Linked DNA regions of Mus musculus: regions 2, 3, 4 and 5 are each linked to region 1. A link is a contact called in public promoter capture Hi-C data. All regions are on one chromosome and are shown on one strand. Each heading gives the region's core, a stretch centred on a gene start, on an enhancer-like site or on the middle of the called end of the contact. The rest is flanking DNA. Distances are from core to core; before and after follow the strand shown.

The links. Promoter capture Hi-C pulls out the DNA fragments that hold promoters and counts their contacts. Capture Hi-C pulls out chosen DNA fragments and counts their contacts.
Region 2: a contact with region 1 is called in a promoter capture Hi-C map of liver, with 4 times the contacts expected there. The contact joins the promoter of Pgam5 here to the promoter of Gak in region 1. A contact is called at or near these places in 2 of 39 promoter capture datasets (cranial neural crest and second pharyngeal arch cranial neural crest), 1 of 484 Hi-C or Micro-C datasets (CD4 T cells), 1 of 115 datasets of contacts at active chromatin or transcription factors (large pre-B cells) and 3 of 9 other capture datasets (adipose tissue, liver and pancreatic islet).
Region 3: a promoter capture Hi-C map of liver shows a contact between it and region 1, with 5 times the contacts expected there. The contact joins the promoter of Ankle2 here to the promoter of Gak in region 1. A contact is called at or near these places in 13 of 39 promoter capture datasets (the 3T3-L1 cell line, 3T3-L1-derived adipocytes, the C10 cell line and 8 more), 9 of 115 datasets of contacts at active chromatin or transcription factors (the NIH/3T3 cell line, acute myeloid leukemia, astrocytes and 6 more) and 3 of 9 other capture datasets (adipose tissue, liver and pancreatic islet).
Region 4: a contact with region 1 is called in a promoter capture Hi-C map of liver, with 2.7 times the contacts expected there. The contact joins the promoter of Chfr here to the promoter of Gak in region 1. A contact is called at or near these places in 10 of 39 promoter capture datasets (the 3T3-L1 cell line, the HPC-7 cell line, cranial neural crest and 6 more), 4 of 115 datasets of contacts at active chromatin or transcription factors (the NIH/3T3 cell line, astrocytes, differentiating embryonic stem cells and 1 more) and 3 of 9 other capture datasets (adipose tissue, liver and pancreatic islet).
Region 5: a contact with region 1 is called in a promoter capture Hi-C map of liver, with 3 times the contacts expected there. The contact joins the promoter of Glmn here to the promoter of Gak in region 1. A contact is called at or near these places in 4 of 39 promoter capture datasets (hippocampal neurons, liver and pre-B cells) and 1 of 9 other capture datasets (adipose tissue).

Annotation. Positions count from the first base shown.
Region 1 is chr5:108,628,290-108,631,182 of GRCm38.p6, reverse strand. It overlaps Gak (cyclin G associated kinase), which reads left to right and starts at 1,406. Exons shown (of 28, transcript NM_153569.2): 1 at 1,406-1,682. The coding sequence starts at 1,538. Tmem175 (transmembrane protein 175) reads right to left here and starts at 1,373. Exons shown (of 11, transcript NM_001163532.1): 1 at 1,283-1,373.
Region 2 is chr5:110,268,436-110,271,328 of GRCm38.p6, reverse strand. It overlaps Pgam5 (phosphoglycerate mutase family member 5), which reads left to right and starts at 1,430. Exons shown (of 6, transcript NM_001163538.1): 1 at 1,430-1,677. The coding sequence starts at 1,490.
Region 3 is chr5:110,229,637-110,232,529 of GRCm38.p6, reverse strand. Ankle2 (ankyrin repeat and LEM domain containing 2) reads right to left here and starts at 1,526. Exons shown (of 13, transcript NM_001253814.1): 1 at 1,107-1,526. The coding sequence starts at 1,293.
Region 4 is chr5:110,134,365-110,137,257 of GRCm38.p6, reverse strand. Chfr (checkpoint with forkhead and ring finger domains) reads right to left here and starts at 1,428. Exons shown (of 18, transcript NM_001289577.1): 1 at 1,324-1,428; 2 at 1,064-1,207. The coding sequence starts at 1,196.
Region 5 is chr5:107,596,225-107,599,117 of GRCm38.p6, reverse strand. It overlaps Glmn (glomulin, FKBP associated protein), which reads left to right and starts at 1,479. Exons shown (of 19, transcript NM_133248.2): 1 at 1,479-1,574; 2 at 2,256-2,330. The coding sequence starts at 2,292. It overlaps Rpap2 (RNA polymerase II associated protein 2), which reads right to left and starts at 1,422. Exons shown (of 13, transcript NM_144911.3): 1 at 1,258-1,422; 2 at 551-596. The coding sequence starts at 1,330.

The DNA of each region.
Region 1 (2,893 bases), core at 157-2,656:
GTCCTAGGTCATGCCAGCAAGAGTTTATGGTGTCAAGTTTCACTATACGCTGTAGTGAATTGTTCATGATGTTTCTCATGATGTTTTAGGTCTCTTGAAGGCTACCAAGCCTCCAATTCCCTACTTTTTCCTTTTGCTTTCAGATTTATTTTCCTTCTAAATAATGAGATCTGAAGCCACCAAAAAATAAAAAATCCCTTCAACTTCATTCCAGTAATAACATAAAGTTACCTGCAACTGCAAGCCGTAGCTACTTCCTCCTCCCTGCATCTTATAAGTGATTCTCTTATAGAAAGGTGCCATTTCTATACCAACACTACATATCCTCTATCTGGATGTGACTTGACTGTCCTACTATTCTGAGACAGTACTCCTCTCCACTATACTGGAAAGACTTCACTCTTTCCCATTGGCTTTAGGCTGCTCAAGTCTCCCATCTAAGATCATGTTAACACCACACTGCCCTTTCAGCTCCCACACTCTTCTTCACAAATCTCCTCAGTTACCTACAGGTACCATCTCTACTTCATCAGTTCTTTATTCCTCCAGGTGTTATCCAAAGCTTCCACTTCACCATTTCTAGGAAACTACTGTCTCACCTACCACGTACCTCACTGTATACTAATGATAATCTTTCATTTCTTTTCTACTTGACTTTTTAAAGAGCAGGTAGCGCCCCCCCCCCCCCCAAGGCGTATTTAATAGCATACAATCCTGGGACAGTTAAGATGTTGATTTGGGCTTAAGGATCCATTTTTCAGTCCAAAAGCACAAACTCTACCCAAGGCTCTGCAACTTCATATGGCTTCAGAAACCTCGGAGGTACAGAGACGAGTGGGGAATCCCATGACTTTGCCTCACCTGAGATGGACAGCTCTAAGTGTTTGACATCACACGGGATTCTGCGTCCAGTGCTGCCAGGTGACTTTTGTATACACGTTGTGAAGCTTTCTCCCGCCCCCTTTTAAAACTACGTTTTTCGGTCTTAATTCTAGCAACTAGTTCATCCTCCCCCAAACCTGTGTGGACCAAAACATAAGTGTCTGTGGCTCATAGGCTGGCTGCTTGTCTGCAAGATACCCTCCTCTCCTAAACCGGGCATTAGGGACACTTAGGGTGGGCTCCAGGCCTCGCTTTACCTTGAGGCGTCAGGCGCGAGCGGCGGGCTCTGGGGCGGTCCGCAGCGCGCGCCCAACGTCCCGCGACGCTCTAGCCACCTAGGCTGGACCTGGGCCAGCGGAAGCAACCAGATGAGGTTAGGGTCAGATGGCGACAGCCCTACCTCCGTGCCTCCTAGGAGCTTGAGGTCCGTAGGATCGCACCCTCTGCGCCTGCGCCTGCTGCTGCTGCTGGCTCTGCAGAAACACGCGCCCTTCCGCCTGCTGCGTCAGGGCGGGGCCGCAGCGTCGGGACGCAACTCGCTCTCTGATTTACGTCACGGCGCGGGCGGAAGATGGCCGGGTTGTTCGCCCGCAGCTGCTAACCCGGCAGTGCGGAGCTGGAGCCTGGCTCCCGCTGCCGCGGAGCGGCCGACGCCATGTCGCTGCTGCAGTCTGCGCTGGACTTCCTGGCGGGCCCTGGTTCTCTTGGCGGAGCTGCGGGCCGTGATCAGAGTGACTTCGTGGGGCAGACAGTGGAGCTGGGCGAGCTGCGTCTGCGGGTGCGGCGGGTCCTGGCCGAGGGTGAGGCGTAAGGCGTCGCCAGGCCGCGGGAGGCAGGAGCAGCCCAGGAGGGTCGCTGCTGGGGTGTGGTTCGAGTCAGGGCGCGTGACGGTCACCGCTTTAAGCAGGGGCAGCAAGGAGGATCGTGTCCAGGGTGTGAATCAAGTCTGAGACCTAGAGAGTCACGACTGAGGTGTGGGTCAGATCAGGGCCGCAGGGAGTCATCTCTCCGGGCAGGGTCTGCGGGAAAAGACACTGCTGGGATGTAAATCAGGCCATCGCTATGAAGGGCCACTGCTGGGGTGTGAATCAGGTCGGAGAAGGGTCTTGCCAGGAAGAGAGACCACAGGGGCTTGTGGGTTAAGGCCTTTGGTGGTGATTGCAGAGGATAGACTGCTTCGGGTTGCACACTTACTTCCTGGTGGGTAGAGTTAGTAGTACAAGGGTCATGCTAGCAGGTGGTTATCCAGTAAAGGAGGCTTGGGTCTGGAAGGACCACCTCTGCTTAGGGTCAAAGCTGTATCTGGGGCATATACAGAAAGATTCAAAGGTGGAGTCAGGTCAGAAGGTGAGCACAGTCACTCTGGGGTCATAAGCTGTTATTCATTGTATCATATCCAGCGTTGTTGTTGCATCCCGAGGACTGTCTTGAGATGGCAGTGTTTGTGCTGCTGAGTTCTGGGGCCTGTAGAGTCTTCCCTTGCTTGATGAGGTAGAGGATAGACTGGGGCCCTACAGTCTTGTTTTCTTTTATAGCCTAAGTGCCTCACCTATTGAGTTTTTTCTGTAGTGACCTCGTATAAGGTACAGGAAACAGAGCCCGTAGCTGTAACCTTTAAGAACCTTGCTTGAGCCGGGCGTGGTGGCACCCGCCTTTAATCCCAGCACTGGGGAGGCAGAGGCAGGCGGATTTCTGAGTTCAAGTCCAGCCTGGTCTACAGAGAGAGTTCCAGGACAGCCAGGGCAATACAGAGAAACCCTGTCTCGAAAAACAAACAAACAAAAAGAACCTTGTTTGATAGACAGTTCCATAGTTCTGTGTCTTGAGGTCAGTCTGAGTTTGTAGCTTCCTCACACAGGCTCTGTAGTCAGCTTGTGTGATGGAATCGTGTTTTCTCTTTTATGATTTTTTTTTTTTTAAGATTTACTTTTTTAAAAAACTGGTGTTTTGCCTGCCTCCATCACTGGACAGTATCTATGTGTACTGCCTGCTGAGACCAGAAGAGGACATT
Region 2 (2,893 bases), core at 181-2,680, 1.6 Mb before region 1:
TACACACACCCTATTGATGCTTCCTGTGAAAGATTAAAGCATCTAACAGGTCCTGCTCTGGTGCCTGGCTGAGGTCCTGTCAGGAAAGCAGCCTCTTAAGGACAACTAGCCACACTGCCCTCCTGGCAGCCAGTTTAGATATTGGGGCTCACTGGGCAGACACCTCTGCAGTCATATGGGCCACCAGAACCTCCGTGGAAGACTTGCTCCAGTCATGATCTGTCCAGACAGCCTCCACCGACACTGAGCAAGACAGCATGGTAGTGAACTCTGATGACCTTGCAATCGTCTCATCCAGGCCAGGGGGAGGCTCTCCCTTGGTGGCTCTGCAGAAAACCTGCGATTGATTCAAACGTGCATGAAGGACTGCCAGGATTGGGGCTAAGACCCTTGCCATAACACCCTTTTCTCTTTATATATAAGCCGACTGAAACTCACGTTTCAGTCAGTGTGAAATACAGCCTCTGTATCCTTTTTTTTTTTGGTATGTCAGGCCTTAGAGGGTTTTTGTAAAAAAAATTTAATTTATTTTTATCAATAGTAGGGTAGGCTGAGCTAGGAACACCAAAAGGCTGAGGCTAGAGAGAATAGAGAGCTGAGGTGAAAGAAGGCTGTGGAAAAAACAGATCCTGTTGCTAAGACTTTTAGGGAGCTGTCTAGCCAAAGGACCGCCTTAGCCATTGTGGAAGGCCAAGGGTTCTGAGAATGTCTGAGGTTAGAGGTTCATTCAGGAGCAGTAATATTACCAAATGCCTGCTGCTGTTCATTGTTGCTCAAAGATGAAAATTATAACAGCTGCCAAGTGCTGGGCCGCTTGGTAGTTAAAGCCCAAGCCTGGAGCTGTAAGTCCGTGGGCCTGCCAGTCTAGTCCCTAGGCCTTGGGTACAATGGCCCTGGAAGAGCAGGTGGACACCTTTCCTACACAGAAGGACCCGGTCAATTGGTCAAAAGCAACTAGAGCGGTAAAACTTGGAGGCGCGATGGTAGGTGCCAGGGACTAGGGGTGGGGAATGGAGGGTTGATAGTTGAATGAAGAAGGTTCTTAGGGAAAAAAATGGAAAGAATTCAGGAGGTGAAAGTTGAGAGTATGCATACACTTAAAGATTACAAATGAAAACATAAAAACTTCAAATTGAAGTGCCAAACTTGAGGTTTTTCAATTCATATAAACCCAGTGCCTGCAGGCAGATTTCTGAGTTCGAGGCCAGCCTGGTCTACAGAGTGAGTTCCAGGACAGCCAGGGCTACACTGAGAAACCCTGTCTCGAAAAACCAAAAAAATAAAATAAAATAAATAAATAAACCCCAGTGCCTGATTTCCACCCACTAAAGGGCAGGCATCTGCGCCTGCTACCCTGCGACCACCGGCAGGTGGCGCCCTGGGCCGCGTTTCCTGATTCGTCGGGGGGGGGGGAAGGGGCGGGACTTCCACCAGCCGGAAGCGGAAGTCTGCTCCTGGCGTCCCGCCGTCAGGTCGCGCGATTTGCGGCATGGCTTTCCGGCAGGCGCTTCAGCTGGCGGCCTGTGGTCTGGCCGGTGGCTCGGCCGCTGTTCTCTTCTCGGCGGTCGCGGTAGGGAAGCCGCGAGGTGGCGGGGATGCAGACACGCGCGCGACCGAGCCGCCGGCCTGGACAGGAGCGCGAGCCGGGCGCGGCGTCTGGGACACCAACTGGGACAGGTGCGGGGACGGGAGGTTTGGGCTCGGCCCTGCTTCCTCACCTCCATCCCGGGATGGCGGAGATCGGTGCTCTGAAGGGAAGGGGACGCTGCGTGCTAGTGGGTCTTGAGTTTGTGTGAATCGGTGGCAGTGCCTGGATGGCGCACCTCCCGAAGGTCTTCGCGCCTGGGCCACCCGTCTCTCTGAGGGACCTCTAACCGCCCGGACCCCATACTCGAAGAGTCCTTGTTCAGAGACAGTGCACCAGGTCTTTGTCCCAGGACCACCATCCTCTGTGGGCCTGAAATTCCAAAGGATTAAGTCTTACTCAGAGTCAGGGTCTTGATAGACAGCCAGGTTTGCCTCACAAATTCTCCTCCTGCAGCTTGGGGAAGATTGGGACTGCAAGCATGCTATCCCTTCAGAGGCCAGAGAACCCGTGCGTGAAGTAGAGCCAAGGGTTGGGTTACCCATGGAAGCCGGGTACAGTGGCATGTATAGCGAGTGGCATGCAGCTTTAATCCCAGCACTGGGAGTCAGAGGCAGGCAGAACTCTGAATTCTGGGCTATATAGAAACACCTTGTCTCAAAAAAAAAAAAAAAAAAAAAAGAAAGAAAGAAAAAAGAAATGACCTGATTTTAAATGTTTCATATTTGCTTGCTGTGTCTGCTTACGTGGATGGATTGGTACAGTGGCCTTGTTAGGTGGGGAAGGATGCATGACAGATGGATCAACAAGTGCCGGAAGGGACTAAAAGGGGCATATCCACTTGGTTTCTTTCTGGTATGCCTTCCTCTCTGACAGTCGTCTCCAAATTTTGTCTGGTCCAGCCCCACACACGGCCCTGTAGCTGCAGCAAGACTTTGGCCTGGTCTGTATATGGGACTAACACCCCAGGTTAGCCTGCTCAGATCATGCTTGAGCCGCCACCACCACCCTTTCCAGACCTTCCTCTTCCACCATTGTGTTAATTTGGGCAGCTCTGACTTGTCCTATTCCTGCCTCCTACATTTAACTGAGTAGCTTCAGTTTCTTCGGCTCCTACGTCCACTCCACTAACTACAGTCCTCAACATTGTGATGGCCACTACCCCAGTGACTGCTCAACACTTAAAGTGTGTTTAGTGTGACTTAGAAAAGAGCTCTATTTTTATTTGATTTAAAATTAATTATAGTAATCCCTCTGTATGGTGGGGGATTGGGTCCATGATCCCTGAACATATCAAACTCTGTGGAT
Region 3 (2,893 bases), core at 277-2,776, 1.6 Mb before region 1:
GTTTGCCCTCCCTCTCCTCTCAGTTCCTCTCCACCCCATCAACCAGCCCTGGCACATCAAGTTGCAATAAGACCATGCTATTTTCTTAGCGGGGTCAAGAGAATGTAAAACCCAAAAGACAAGCATTGGCCCTGTTGTCACAACACAAACATTTCATTTCTCCACGGCCATGTAAAAATAACCAGCATTACCCTGACCTTCCTGTTCCCATTTCTTAAGCAAAAAACAAACAAACAAAAACAAAAACACGAAAACAAAACCCCCAAGAAACCAACGACTGCTAAGAAAGGGTTGATATGTATGTCAGTGGTAGAAGACTTGTCAAGATGTGCCACGCCTTGAGTTTTATACCCAGCCCTAAGTAATTAAAAAATGAAATTGTGTTTAAGTTCATAGTAGCAAATGGAGCCTCTGTTACCCGTAAGATCTTGTTAGGGTTGGGTTATCTCTAAAGTTCTAAAGTTGAGTTAATGGCTTAAAATGTCATTTTCCTTCTAGAAGAATTACTTTTCATCTTCCACTAAGAACTAGATTTAGGAGAAAGTGAGCGTTAGTGAAAAGTGGCTTCATACGAACACATACCTCGGGCTGGTGAAAGAGCACACCGACTGCTCTTTCCGAAGGTCCTGAGTTCAAATCTCACAACCACATGGTAGCTCACAACAAGAGACCTGACGCCCTCTTCTGGTGCGTCTGAAGACAGCTACAGTGTACTTATTTATAACAATAAATAAATCTTTGGGCGGGGGGCCGATCGGAGTGAGCGAGCAGGGTTGACCCGAGCGAACAGAGGTCCTAAATTCAATTCCCAACAACCAGATGAAGGCTCACAACTATCTGCACAGCTACAGTGTATACTCATAGACATAAAATAAGTAAATCTTAAAAATAAATTTAAAAAATTCTAAAGAAATCTTAAAAAACAAAACAAAAACAAAACACATACCTCGTAAACATGGGATTACAGTTTAGAGAGGTGGAGAGAAGAAGTGCTAACAGGGCTGTGGGTTCTCATCAAAAGTTTCCAAAATATCCGCGATAGGGTCTTACCGTATCCAGGGGGCGTGGAGAGTGAGGTTTTCCTCCCACGACTGACGCTGCCTTACCTGGCTGTGCGGCCACCGCTTCAGACGCGCTGGGCGGAGAGGAGAGCGTCCCGCAACGGTTCAGGTCCCGCGGCCGCTTCTCTAGCCGGCGGACCAGCCAGCGCACGGCGATGAACAGCACCGAGGCGCCCAGGAGCTCCCAGGCCAGGGCCGCCCACTCCACCACAGCCAGCCGCTGCCACAGCATCGCCACCGCCGGCGCCGAGGCCTTGAGCGCGGCCGCTGCAAATGCAGCCCGCGTCGCTCCCGCCTCCGGCCCTCAGAAGACCGCTCGCCTCGCCACGGGAGTCGCGCCTGCCCCAAGCCTCCTCCTCCGCCCGGCCGTGGTTAGACCAGGCGGGCTGCGCGCGCAGTGCGGGCCGTCCCGTTTCCCAACGATCAGGCTAGAACGCGGCCCGGAACGCAGCCTCAGGCGGCTCCGGAGGCAGCCCGGGGTCCTGATTAACGCGAGCGCAGCCCGGCAGTGGCGCGGGCAGCTTGGTCGGGGTCCTGAGTCGGACTCGGCGCGCTGCCTGGCGCGGCTCGCTCTTCAGGTGCGCCGCCCCGAGTTGTCGCTGCTGGAGAGCGCGAGCGGGCTCCTGGGTCACCCAGACTGTGTGTCATCCCGAAGCCAGCAGAGCTGGGGCCATAGTGCTTGACTGATAGGGGCTGAGGATGAATACGGCGGCCAGAAAGCCCAGCTCTGCCTCCTGTTGTTAATGAAGATTTTCTCTGGAATACAGGCAGAATGCCTATACCATTCCGACGGATAACGCGAAAGCCTACCTAGCACTGGGATTAAAGATGTGAGCCACCATGCCAGGCTGCTGATTTTAATTTTTGAAGTCCTTTTCTAACCTTTGTTTTTCTTTTTTGAGTCTTAACTATATATCCCCAAACTGGCCTTATGCTGGAGATCTGCCTCCTTGAGCTCGCAGAAATGTGATTACAAGCATGTCACATTAATTTCTGCCCACAGATCATGAGCTATGGAAGCCCGTGATGGTGTAGAGGCTTCTCACATGTACTCTGAGTGGTCTTTAGAAGGCAGAGTGGAGGATGGAGGCCTGTTCTGTTCAAATGTGTATCCTACCTCCTGCCAGTGAGAACTTGGTAAGACCAATTCTCACTATCCGGAGAGGGTGGCCTGAGGAATGGCCTAAAAAGGCCTGAGTGGAGGCCCCGACACGTTCAATTTACAGGTTACCAGCCAAGAGTCAGATATACATACCCTTCAGGTCATATCTTCAGTTAAAGATGTTACTTACTCCTCAGAACAGTCTCAGGGAAGCCAAACTAGATGACTTGAGAAATGCTAAGATGAATTTCCAGTTATTTTTATAGCCCCAGGATTAGAAAGCTAATTTAGATGTATTTCAGTATTTAGCTGGGCGTGGTGGTGCACATCTTTAATTCCAGACAGAAGCATGTGGATATCTGTGTTCGAGGCCACCCTGGTCTATAGATCCAGCCCAAGAGGCATCCAAGACTAAGTAGCAAAACCTTGTCTCAAAAAAACCAAGATAAATAAGTTAAATTTAATTATAGGCAGATGGGTAAAGTAGTATTAATTCCTTAAAGAAACAGGTACAGGAATATGTCATAGAGCAGTGGAGAACAACTTTTAATGTTTTGTCTTTTGCTTCATAATTGTGTTTATTTAAAGAGACCATGTGGGGTGGGGGGCTGAAAAGATGGCTCAGCGGTTAAGATCACTGACTGCTCTTCCAGAGGTCCTGAGTTCAATTCCCAGCAACCATATGGTGGCTCACAACCATCTGTAATGGGTTCTGATGCCCTCTTCTGGT
Region 4 (2,893 bases), core at 179-2,678, 1.5 Mb before region 1:
TAGGCTCTGGGGATTTGAACTCAGGTCCTCAAGCACTTTACCATCTAAGCTCTCTCCGAGTCCAAAGCTAGGTTACACACAAGCAGTTCATGTAAGATTTTATCAATCCTCCTAGCAAAATAAGGTGGACACAAGTTATAGAAATCTATGTCCTAATCCCAGCACTCGGGAGGCACAGGCAGGTGGATTTCTGAGCTTGAGGCCAGCCTGGTCTACAGAGTGAGTTCCAGGACAGCCAAGGCTATACATAGAAACCCTGCCTCATAACCGCCCCCCCAAAAAAAACAAAAACAAAAACAAACGAAAAAAAGAAATGTATGTCCTTGACCCAAAGCAATCGATGTTGGGATCTGTGTATAACTTTGTTCAAATTCTCAGTTTCCTAAGTTCATTAAATAAATTATTCTATTTCCTGGGACTTTGAGATCTTTTCAAATAGAAACCCTGCCATTATAAGTTGCCCTCAGAGCACTGGTTTAACAGTGTCCTAGTCTTCCAGCATATTCTTTGTTCTCATTTGTCACAAAACATTTTTTCTAAAGTCCCTGTGGTTTATTTTTTTTCACCCGTCAACCTTTTAACAGTGGTGTCAAATTTCTACATACCTTTTTTCAGTTTTCCTTTTGTTAATAATTTCTAATTGCATTTCATTGAGAAAGAGAAGTGTACAGTAATGAGGACAAGATCGTATTTCGAAGGATATATTTACAGATCTATTTCACAAAGTTGTACTGAGAACTGACTGATATCCATCATCAAGCATCCAGAAGAGCAACTGCACAAATAAATAAGCCCATTTTATGGGGGGGGGGGGGGGTTGAAAAACAGTGCACACACACACACCCCCCGAATTCCAGTAGCTTCTGTATCGCCAGCCGGGTACTTTTCCCACTTCAAACCCCCTGTCGGTTTCCCCATCTAAACCCACTCTGACTAGGTCTTCGATCCTGTTCTAGGCCCTCGGTCTCCTCTCAGTTGGGTACCCACTTTAGGTCCCTATGCTTCATCCCTGTCTACCCCTTTAGCCTTTATCCTCGTCCTCACTCCACTCTGGCCACCGCACCTCTCCTCCTTCCGATGGTCCACTCGCGTTTCCAAAGAAGGATCTGGGGTTCGTCCTCCTCTGCGCCTAGACGAAGAAGCCTCCCCCAGGGTTCCTGCGGCGGCGGCGGCTGCTCTTCCCCGTGTAGCTCCATAGGACTCACATCTACAGAGACCCAGAAACGCCGGCTCAGGGACTACTTAAAAAACGCTCAGCACCGCTGCTATAGCCTGGCCGCCGCCTGCCTCCCCAGCCAGGACCCCACCCGCCGGCCAGCTTACCCCACGCCCTGCGCGGATCCCGGAACCGGCCTTACAGTCGCCGCCACCGCTGTCAACAGACATCTCGGGTACCCCAGCTGATCCACGGGAGGCGAGGGGGAGGGGAGCAGAGCGGTACGCCCTGTGATTGGCTGGCGGCCGTGCCCACCGAGAGCGACGGCTAGAGCGGTGCCAGAAAAGGCTATCCGGAGGGGGCGGGGCGGAGCGATCGGAGCCTGCGCAGATGAGAGAATGTGCACCTTGTTGCCATCTTTGATGCTGGCAGGCAGGCGCACTTACCTTCCTGCAAAAGCACGGAAGTAGCTGTGGAGGGCACCATGTTAGATTCGGGCCAAAAAAAAAAAAAGACCGAGTAACTTATAGATCGGAAGGTCCTTAAAACCTCACTTGTAATTCCGAGATAAGGTGCTATTTTCACACGTCAGATTACAAAATGTGAAAGCTTGGTACAGTGGGCCAGCCCTTCGCAAGGAGCATAATTTAAGATGTCAATTAGAATAGAAACAGGTAACTCGTCTCTGAGGGCTGATTTGCGGTATCTTTAAATCCTGTTTCTTAGGATCTTGTGTCATTCCCGAGTTGTATGCTACAAGCATGTTGGTGACCCCCCGGTGAGAGAGAAACACTGGCAAAAACAATGCCCTGGAAGAAAGTCACTGAAGACAGAGAAGCAAAGTCCACACACAGTGGTTCTTGAGCAGCTCGGAGTAATGTCTTTGCTGGTGAACAGCTTCAAAAAAGTATTAAACATCTGTTTGTTTGTTTGTTTGTTTGTTTGTTTGTTTTGTAAAAAGAAAACACATACACAGACACATTTGTAAATATATGTGGAAATGCGTCTTTGCCTATGTCTACAAAGATTTACTCAAATACTTTTGAAAGGATATAAAAGTAGCAGTGGCTGCCTCCGGGAACATGGATTTGTACCGGTCTGAAAATCGCCGAAGAAGACCCCAGACATAGATAATATGCAAAGACAAAGAGCGTTTATTCTGAAGAAACAAGCAGTATGTGGGTCACATTTTTTGAAATGGTGTCCGCAGTCAAGGGTGTGTGGGCCTTCTTATTGGGGGGTGGATATTAGGTAATCTCTAATGTGATTGGCTGGGCCACTGTTCACATTTGGGAACTGAACTGTGACCCTCACCCCCACCCCCCAGTTAAGATTATATAGAGTTTTTAAGCCTAAAATCCACAAACATCTGTGCTAAATTATTCCACCAATCAGGATTTAGGGATAGAGGGTTTACTTAGGAACTTGTCTTTGTTGTATATGTACCCTGCTCCCATTGATCTGGGTACTCAACTTGCAGGGACTTGACTTACCTAACATTCATGTCCTAACTTGTCACAGTACCCATGTACATATTTCTTTCTGCCAAGTAGGATGTCAATTCCCAATAGGCCTTAGGAACTTAAACTTTACTCGGCCACTAGTCAAAATGAAAGTCTTATTCCAAATAATTTCTTATATTGGTGCAGGTGTCTCTCTTATGTTGGGGTTCATCCTAGGGACAGCTTATACCATGAAAGTTTATACACAGGTGCAGGAAGAGCTATTGAGTGGTTG
Region 5 (2,893 bases), core at 230-2,729, 1.0 Mb after region 1:
CAGAACAAAAAACCCAGAAGACAAAAGGTGCCTTGAAGTGATAAAGAAAGAACCTGCTTCAGCGAGCTTGGCACATACAACAGTAATAGTGTACCTGAAGAAATGGGAAAGATTGGTTAATTCAGGAACTATGTCCCCAGAACTTTCTACAGGTGTTCATGATAGTTTCCAACAGCCTAAGCCTCCACATTGGTTTTCCTACAGCTGAAGGACAGAGCAGTCTTACGTGAGAATCGACAGTGCTTCCTGAGTCTTCAGTATTTTCTCAAGAAAGGTATGCACTATGCTTTTAAACTATTTGGGCTGGAGTATAGCTCGGTAAATTAGACAAAGAGCTTCATTAGAATGTACAAAGTCTTTAAGTTCAATTCCCAGATTGCAAGATCAGAAAACAGAACATCAAAACAAAAAAACCAAAACCAAAAAGAAAAAAGAAAAAAAAAAAAAAAAAAAAGAAAAGAAAAAAAAAAAGAAAAGAAAAAAAAAACCAAATCAGATTGAATTAATGAGATAAAAGCAAAGTGAAATGCAGATGCCCACGTGGTTCTACCTTTTAGATGCATCTCCTCGTTTCAGGGCTCGGGTCTGTTTAGTACCTACAATTGAAGAGAGAAAAGTCAAGTGCCAATGCATTTGATGTAGCAGAGTAGTCCCCAAATATCACACTGTAGGCACCATTTCCTTTTCTCTCACACATCTCATTTCCAACTTCGATGTGTACAAAAAAAGAAAAACAACCCCCCCCCCAGAAAAACAAAAACAAAAGGGGGGGCTAAACAGGAAGCAAATTCAATTGTTTCTGTAAATTAATTACATTTTACATTTTCATGACGGCAGTCTCTTCGAGGACTCTTTCTCATCGGATGCGCTTTAATCAAGTGCTTTTAAAACACTCTCTAAACTGGGTTCCTTTAGAATAAACATTGCTCAGTCTCCCAAATGTTTGTTCCCTTGCCTAAAGAGAGGAGTCTGAGACCTCAGAGACCAGATATCAAAGCAATCCAAGGTTCAAGGCAACTGACCACCACCTGCCTTGGCCACTTGTTCCCACGTACGGGTAGATCCTAAAACCCCTGTGTAAGAGTGTGGGATTCCTCCCCCGAAGGCACTAGGACAGCCTGCGTTGGGAAGCTCTGGGCCTCATCCACCCGGAGTTCTCGCTCTCCCCGGCGCAGCCTCAGAAAGAGGCCCGCGCGTGCGTGGTACTCAAACCAAGGTCTCAGGGTCCCAGCCTGGGACGGTGGCTCTTGTTCGTACCGGTAGCATCTCGGTGGGTGCTGGAAGCCCGGGTACTTGGGCCTAGAGAGCAAGGTACGGCAGAGTCAGCCATGGGGAAATGCGGTCAGAAGAGGGGGTCGGGACAGCACATCTACCTCCTCACGCTTCGCCCGGAACCGGGCTGGGGGCGGGCCCAGGGAGGGCGGGGCGAGCGGCGGAGGGGGCGGGCCCAGGGCGGGGCGGGGCGAGCGGCGGAGGGGGAGGGTCCGGTCCGGGGGCGGGGCCAGGAGTGCGGCCTGCGCTACCTGAAGTGGAGAAGGAGGAGGAGGGCAAGAGGCAGGCGCGTGGATCGGCGGGTAGGTAGACATGCTGGGTCGGGCGGATCGGGCTCGCCGAACAGGACCTGCGCCGCACGCGGCTCTCCTGCTCGGCCTCTGGAGGTGCTGGAGCCTGGACACCCTGCCCTGCAGGAGCAGGGAGAAATGGCCTCCCTTCGCCTCAGCCAGGCGCGGTAGGGTGTGATTTTCCTGTTCGCGCCTGCGGGGCAAGGACCTTCGCTGCTGGCCTCCTTTTCGTGATACTCGGTGATCTCACTGACGATTGTTTATGTGAGGAGGGAGATCCTGTGGAGAATGGGGTGGGCGGCATCGGAATCTTCAACTTCTTTGGGTGACTTAATTATGTTGGATTCCAGTTTTTGTCAATGGGACATTTAAAAAAATTACTTAATGATTAGATTTTTCATTCCAGGTCCACAATTTGGATTTTTGTTTTCCTTTTAAACAAAGGCTTTTCTAGTAGTTCTTTCTAGGGCTCTTTTTATTTTTTTACTCGTCATTCTTTAAAAATTACTTTCTTTAGGCATTATATCAGGGGCTTTTAAAAATGCTTCATTAGGCTAACACAGTAACGTTCAGTAATAGCAGTTAACCTATAAAACTTTACATTGTGTTTGTTGTCTAATAATTCAGAATGAAACGGTTTATGAAACATAATTTACATGGTATCACACAATTAACTGGGTTTTTTTGTATTAGTTCATTACAGCATCAAAATTAGGAAAATAATTAGGAATGGCTGTGGAGGAACTTCAGAGCATAATAAAAAGATGTGTAAGTACTTCTCCGAAAACACCTTTAAATATATGGGAAGGGCATAGAGTATCTTTACTTTGTGGTCACTCATGTTATTTATCTTAACTAAATTCTGCTTCTTCTTTTTTGACTTGTAAATATCAAAAAATCAGGAAAGTAGATTAGATGATAATGATGATGGTGGTGGTGACTTTCAATCCTAGTACTTTTGGGAGGCAAAGGCAGAGGGGTCTCTGATTTTGAGGCTGGCCTGGTTTACATGGTAAATTTCCAGGACAGCTTGGGCTATGGAGAGAGAGAGAGAGACCCTCGCTCACAAGGGGCATAAGGGGCTAGAGAGATGGTTCAGTGGTTAAGAGCACTTGTTCTTGCGGAGGACCTGGGTTCATTTCTCAAAACCCAGGCCCTGTTCTGGCCCACAATGGGCATCAGGCACATGCATATGTATGAAGGTAAACGTTAGTAAATTGTATTTAAAAGCATATTAAATCATGTACATGTCTGTTTATGTGTGTTGGTAGGGGGTATATATGAGTATAAGTGCCTGGCATGGAAGCCGTAGCGTTAGGACCACTCAGAGC